2 separate regions of the Mus musculus genome follow, and region 1 is linked to region 2. The links are chromatin contacts, called in public Hi-C maps. All regions are on one chromosome and are shown on one strand. The core of a region is the stretch at or near the end of the contact, and the rest is flanking DNA. Distances in the headings are between cores, read along the strand shown.

The links. A called contact is a pair of places that touch in the nucleus more often than the background predicts.
Region 1: a Hi-C map of bone marrow-derived macrophages shows a contact between it and region 2, with 23 read pairs. The contact joins two enhancer-like sites. A contact is called at or near these places in 2 of 484 Hi-C or Micro-C datasets (the N1E-115 cell line and bone marrow-derived macrophages), 7 of 115 datasets of contacts at active chromatin or transcription factors (embryonic basal ganglia, embryonic midbrain, embryonic stem cells and 2 more) and 1 of 9 other capture datasets (adipose tissue).

The regions. Positions count from the first base shown.
Region 1 is chr14:62,025,151-62,028,142 of GRCm38.p6, reverse strand. No RefSeq gene overlaps it. Among named protein-coding and RNA genes, the nearest start is that of Gm35307, 8.2 kb to the left of the region's middle. Within about 2 kb of position 1,347, at least 13 of the 459 cell types and tissues checked have an H3K27ac peak or open chromatin away from gene starts, as enhancers often do. A contact at or near this core is called in bone marrow-derived macrophages, where this site is marked.
Region 2 is chr14:61,755,718-61,759,053 of GRCm38.p6, reverse strand. No RefSeq gene overlaps it. Among named protein-coding and RNA genes, the nearest start is that of Gm46480, 50 kb to the right of the region's middle. Within about 2 kb of position 1,428, at least 129 of the 459 cell types and tissues checked have an H3K27ac peak or open chromatin away from gene starts, as enhancers often do. A contact at or near this core is called in bone marrow-derived macrophages, where this site is marked.

The sequences.
Region 1 (2,992 bases), core at 98-2,597, 270 kb before region 2:
ATAGTTCACACAAGTTCACATGGGGGCCTTGGGGTTTGGGGGCAGGGGGAGACGGGACTGTTCCCAGGAGGCCAAGAATGAGGCAAGTCAGCTGAGGCCTTCTCGCTGCCCTTCCCCACACTCGGGCTGACTGTTTATTCCATCAACCCTGTTTATTCTCTTAACTCTGGTTTCTCAGCCAAACAGCTCATCACACGCTGCTTGATTGTGGAGACATACAGAAAGTATCCAGAAAGAGCTACGGGAAGCACGATCCTGCTGATTCATCCCCTGGGGCATTGGTTAACAAGCTGCGTTGGAAGTTCTCTTATCCTCAATATTTCAACACTTAGAGCATTAGTGTTGCCAGTTGCTCTCATTGTTAAGCAGAGTTGCTGCCATCATTGGAAACATATTATGATATTCATCATTATCACCCCGTCAGAAACATACTTGACCAAACAGATCAGTTGATGGAATGATTCGGATGTCCAGACTACGGCACGTGGGCATTCCAGGCTGTTAAGGACAGAGTCAGGCATCATTTGCCCAATATTTGCTGATGCAAACTCAGCTTCCCCAGGCTTTAACTATTTGACTAAATGGCACTTAACTATGAGACGTGGCAGAGACAGTGAACTCAGGCGAAGGCTCAGTAGTACCCTATGCTGGCTGTAGAATGTGGAGCCAAGGGTATGCCATCCCTGAGCCTGGCTGCTCTCAACAAGAAAGTGAGGAAGACTCACATGAAGGTCCAAAGTGGGAAGTGCACATACACACATTTTCTCAAGTCACCAACCCTCCACTAATGAAGACTCCTGGACATTCTTATCTGTGCCATAGCTTAGTCTTCATTAAAGATATTCTTGTCTTTAAAAGATATTGACTTAGAATTTAAAAAAAAAACACAGAAAGTAATGAATATCTTGATAGGAAAATATTGACTTCCTGCCCAGACAATGGAACATCTTGAAAATCCAGACCCCTCAAAACACTGGTGGTAGTAGTAGTAGTAGTAGTAGTAGTAGTAGTAGTAGTAGTTTTTCAAGAGAGGGTTTCTCTGTGTAACCCTGGAACTCTGTAGGTAAACAAGACTGGTCTTGAACTCAGAGATCCTCCTGCCTCTGCCTCCAGAGTGCTGGGACTAAAGAAAGGTGTATGTTAATACCAAGTATACAGAGAGAGAGAGAGAGAGAGAGAGAGAGAGAGAGAGGAAGAAGGCAGAAGAAGAAGAAGAAGAAGGAGGAGGAGGAGGAGAGAGAGAGAGAGAGAGAGAGAGAAAACAATGGGGAAAAGAAAACCAGGCACAGAGACTGTACGTTGGCTTCCTTAATTATTCATTTAAATACCAAAACCATCATAGTAAGCCCTTTTCACGAAATGAAAGTGTCTCTGTAAAAAGGAAGCTTATTGCAGGCGGGGATGAGAATGTGGAATTTATGGGAACTCAGCCTGCAGTTTATTTATTTTTATATACTTCCTTGAAACAACAGACCTGTTTGAGCTTCTCCAGACTTTTTAGGACTGCTGAGGGAAGCTCTCAGTGTCCTGGGTTGCTCAATGCATGGCTGGTTCCAAGCCTGAAAGCCCTCTAAGCAATAACGTATAGGTTTCCTTTGCTCTTGTGTTGTAGCAGAATGCCTGGACAGCTCTAGAGGCTACATTTGCTGTGCTGTAGCTTAGTCTTCTTTTAAAATTAAATTCATGTTTTCTGTGATGCACACATGTATCAAACCATGGGATAATTCCTCATTGACATTCAGTCTTCACATTCTTAGGTAATGGTTTACAAATTAACTTTAAAAGTAATAGTGATAAGAGCCACTCTGTAGTTAGATTCTGTTGAGATCTACTATCTTACTCCGCTGGCCATCACCTCCAATGACATATTTGAGGCAGACTGATGAAGGAAAGAAACATAGTTCAGCTCACTGCTCTGGGGACTCAAAGTTCAGAGGAGACAGGCAGTTCCATCTTTACCCAGGAAGCAAGCTGTCACCAGAGAACACCAAAAGCTCACTCAACTCCCTTTTGAGTTTAGTGTTCCTATTCCCATGACTCGAGGACTGCTATGTAATCTCCATCTTTTACAGCGACCACTACAACCCCCTGTACCACAACCCTGGGCACCAAGCACCCAACACGTACATCACTGGGGCACACTATGCAAACCTGAACAGCCACTTCCTACTGCAGTCTAGGGAAGTCTTTGCTCCCTCTTCCCAGGCTTCCCCACCAACATCACTGATATAGGAAGGACCAGCTCACCTGGCAGGGAGACAATTCAAAAGATAGTTATCCCAGTTACAGTCAGAGCACGGGGGCTTGTGAGCACACGCGTGTGGCAACCATTACTTAGTTCACAAATGAGGGGATGAGCAGAGAAAATTATGGTGCCAGGAGCATTTGAAGAATCTCACGGATGTAGGAGCCAAACATAATGGAGTCTGATTGCTAGGTCAGAAAGAACATCGGCGAATCCCATTCGGGCAACAAAAGTGTCACCTTTCTATTGTTGCCTTTTTAAACTTTCAACTGAGAAAATTTTTTTCATATAGTATATGCTGATCATGTTTTTTCCCTTCCAGCTCTGACTCCACCTTCCCAACCCACCCAACTCCACACCCTTTCTTTCTCTCTTTAAAAACAAACTATTTAATAAACAAAACCAAGAAACACACACACACCCTCTTAAAAGCATGAAACCAAAATATACAATCAAAAGACCAATTTTTTAAAATGCTCAGATAAAGCAAAATTTGGCAAAATGTCTATACAAGTACAATTGAGTTCCTTTGGGGTCCGCCATCTACTGCTAGGCAGGGAACCTGTTATTATGTGTGGTTAATATATCTAGTGAGACTCCATTTAAGGACTCCATTTTCCCTTTGCAAGCAGGTGTCAATAGGAGATAGTCTCTTGATTAGGGGTAGGAGCCTGTGTCCACTCCTCCATTTCAGTGCTGGGGACCTACCTGGCTTGGCCCTGTGTGGGTCCTTTTTCCTCACTGCCA
Region 2 (3,336 bases), core at 179-2,678:
TGCTTCATACCAAGAGAGGGGCCAAAAAAAAAAAAAAAAACCCTACTATTTAGTCTTCAGGAAATGATCACCTTTCTCACAAGGGGACTAGTAAGTCACAAGTCACCCCACTGAAGTGATCATAACGAGCTTCTTCAGCAATACGATAACCTATCTGAAGGTTTCAGGGCAGGCGGTTTCACTTACATCCAGGGCAAGCCAAGCACTGAATCTACACACACACAAATACACTGTGATAGTTTGCATATTTTTGGCCCAGGGAGTGGCACTGTCTGAAGGTGTGGCCTTGTTGGAGTAGGTGTGTCACTGTGGGTGTGGGCTTTAAGACCCTTGTCATAGCTGCCAGGAAGCCAGTCTTCCAGCGGCTTTCAGATGAAGATGTAGAACTCTCAGTTCTTCCTGCACCATGCCTGTCTGGTCGCTGCCATGTTCCCACCTTGGTGATAATGGACTGAACCTCTGAACCTGTAAGCCAGCCCCAATGAAGCCATCTTTTAGACAAGAGGAACATGTGAGATGCAACACCTGCTACTGAACATTTTTAATCAGTAAACTGTCCTCACTAAAGGTTTTGAGTAGTTAAAACTTGTATCACTGTATCCAGAACTGGAGGTGGAAATGCCATATTACATTTCTTTAGATATGCACATGCAACATACTCTCTATTACATATAACCAGATGTTGCTATGACAGCGCTTTTGTTAAACTCAGACAGAGTTCCTGAGATAGTTCTACACAATATGGGATTTCGGGAATTTACTTTTTAGCAACTACTGAAATAGATCTTGTGAATCTTGGGAGGCAAGTAAGCTATGTGAAAATAAATAAATCACAGGGATTTTTATTATGTATTTATTCAAAATGAAGGGAAAGGCACGTGATTCACAATATATGCAACCTGAGCTTAGAAATGTTTCTCTTCATTATCTAACAGTATGTGGTTTTATAAAAAACAAACTACCAAACAGTAATAGGACAGCTTTTTACTCGAAAATGCATATGGTTCCTTGGCTAAAAATAGTACAAACGATGGCGCTTCCAAAGACAAAGTAATCTCCTGGGGACAGAATTAGTTATGCTCCCTACGCCTGCACACTGCAAAGCTGAACTGTATTTAAGGCTGTTCACAAGAATTAAACAAAAACTTAAAAGAGGAAACCCCTCTTCGAGAGGTTTTATAACGTTTTGAAAACTGCATTATACATTCTAGACGCAATTTAACTTGTTTGCATTTGTGCCATGCCTTCCCATACATAACCACTTTCAAATGCTTTCTAAAGGCCCAGGAAGGCTATGTAAGAACTGCTCAGCGGAGTGCACACGCTCAGGAACACGTGGCATGCCCGCGGCAGGCTCTCACTTTCTCCATGTCCCACCAGACACGGTCCCTAGGGACTTCTGTGCTCCAGTCTGGGAGGGCGGGCGACTTGGCACAGCCTCTCCCTGGGTAGGAGGGGAGAGCTGCTGACTCACGACCAAGGCGGGCTGGCTGCTCTCCCTCCCTCCCCAGCCCTGCCGAGAGAGAGAGAGAGAGAGAGAGAGAGAGAGAGAGAGAGAGAGAGAGAGAGAGAGAGAGAGAGAGAGAGAGAGAGAGAGAGAGAGAGAGAGAGAGAGAGAGAGAGAGAGAGAGAGAGAGAGAACACTGTGGGAAGGAACACCTCCAGAGCCCAGTGTTCCCATCACAGCCTCACCCCCAGCAGGCGAGGAAGAGGATGGAAACCAGAATGAGTTAGAGAAAGAGGAACCTATGGAGAAGGAAGCGCAAGAGTGGACCTTCCTTCCCAGCCTGGGCTTGGGGGGGAAAAAAATCCTCTGCCCCGCCCCCACTGGACAAGCCGCCTGGCAGGTCTGTGTGCATTCAGTGACTAAAATCCTTCAGCCAGTTTCTCTTCCCAAACCCTCTTCCCATTTTCACTCCTGTCTTGTCATAAGGATGAGCTGCCTAAGAAAGCATTTAAGGCTTCTGTTGTCAACTGGACACTGAGCCCTGATCTGCCCTGGATGGAAATCTATAATTCTGAGCCCCAAGGACCTGGAGGCCACGTTTTAACCAGCCAGGAATTCAGATTCAGTGTTAACAATGAAATAAAAGGTCTTTTTTTTTTTCACTCCCCAAAGCAGTTGCATGGTTATATATGTAAATACACCATGTTAGGCAAGAAGTCAGGACAGTTGCCTCTGAGGCAGGGTGGAGATGACAGGAAGGAGTGCAAAGAGAGCATCCTGAAATGGTGGCAACATTCTGAGCCAACCCTGATCAGGGTTTACAGCTGTGTGCATTTATCATAAGTCTGTCAATCCACTGTGTATGTGTGCATTTCATTCTTTTTTTTTATTTATTTATTTTACAGTCCCACTTCCCCTTCTCATTCCCCCCATTGCCCCTTCCCTTTCTCTGCAGAGAAGGGGAGACACCCCCCACCCCCCCACCCCCCACCCCCACCCTGTCTTGGGTATCACCCTACCCTGGGGTATCTAGTCCCAGCAGGACTAGGCATATCCTCTCCTACTAAGGCCCAACCAGCCAGTTCAGGTAGGGGAAGAGGATCCATTGGCAGGGAACAGAGACTAAGACAGCCCCTGCTTCACTTGTTAAGGGAGCCACAGGAAAACCAAGCTATACATTTGCTATAGATGGGTCTGGGGTCTAGATCCAGTTCCTGCATGCTGCCTGGTTGGTGGCCCAAGCTCTGTGCACCCCTATGGTCTCAGGTTAGTTGACTCTGTGGCTCTTCTTGTGGTGTCCTTGGTCCTCCTCCTTGCTCATTTCCATCCCCCACGATTCCAGGGGACTTCCCAGGCTCCACCTGATGTTAGGCTGTGAGTCTCTGCATCTCTGCCTCCATCTGCTGCTGGATGGAGACTCTCAGGAGACAGTTGTGCTCAGTTCCTATCTTGCAAGCATAGCAGAGTTAATAGTGCCAGGGGTTGGCTCTCTCACATGAGGTGGGTCTCTGCAGGTTGGGTCTGTCATTGATTGGCTGTTCCCTCAATCTCTGCTCCCATCTTTATTCCTGTACATCTTGTAGGCAGGACAAAACTTTGGTTAAAGGTTTTGTGGGTGGAAGTCCTGCCTGGCTACAGGAGGTGGCCATTTCAGTCTCTATATCACCCTCTAGTAGGAATCTAAGCTAGAGTCACTCCCATAAACTCCTGAATCCTCTCCAGTCCCAGGCCTCCTGCTAGTCACCAGAGATCCCCGCCCCACCCCCACCATTACCACTCTCACTCCCAGCCCTCTCTCCTTCACCTAATCACCATCCCCATTCCCCTCCTCACCGCTATTCCCACCTCTTCCCTTCTCTCCATCCACCTTTGATAGCTATCTAATTTCT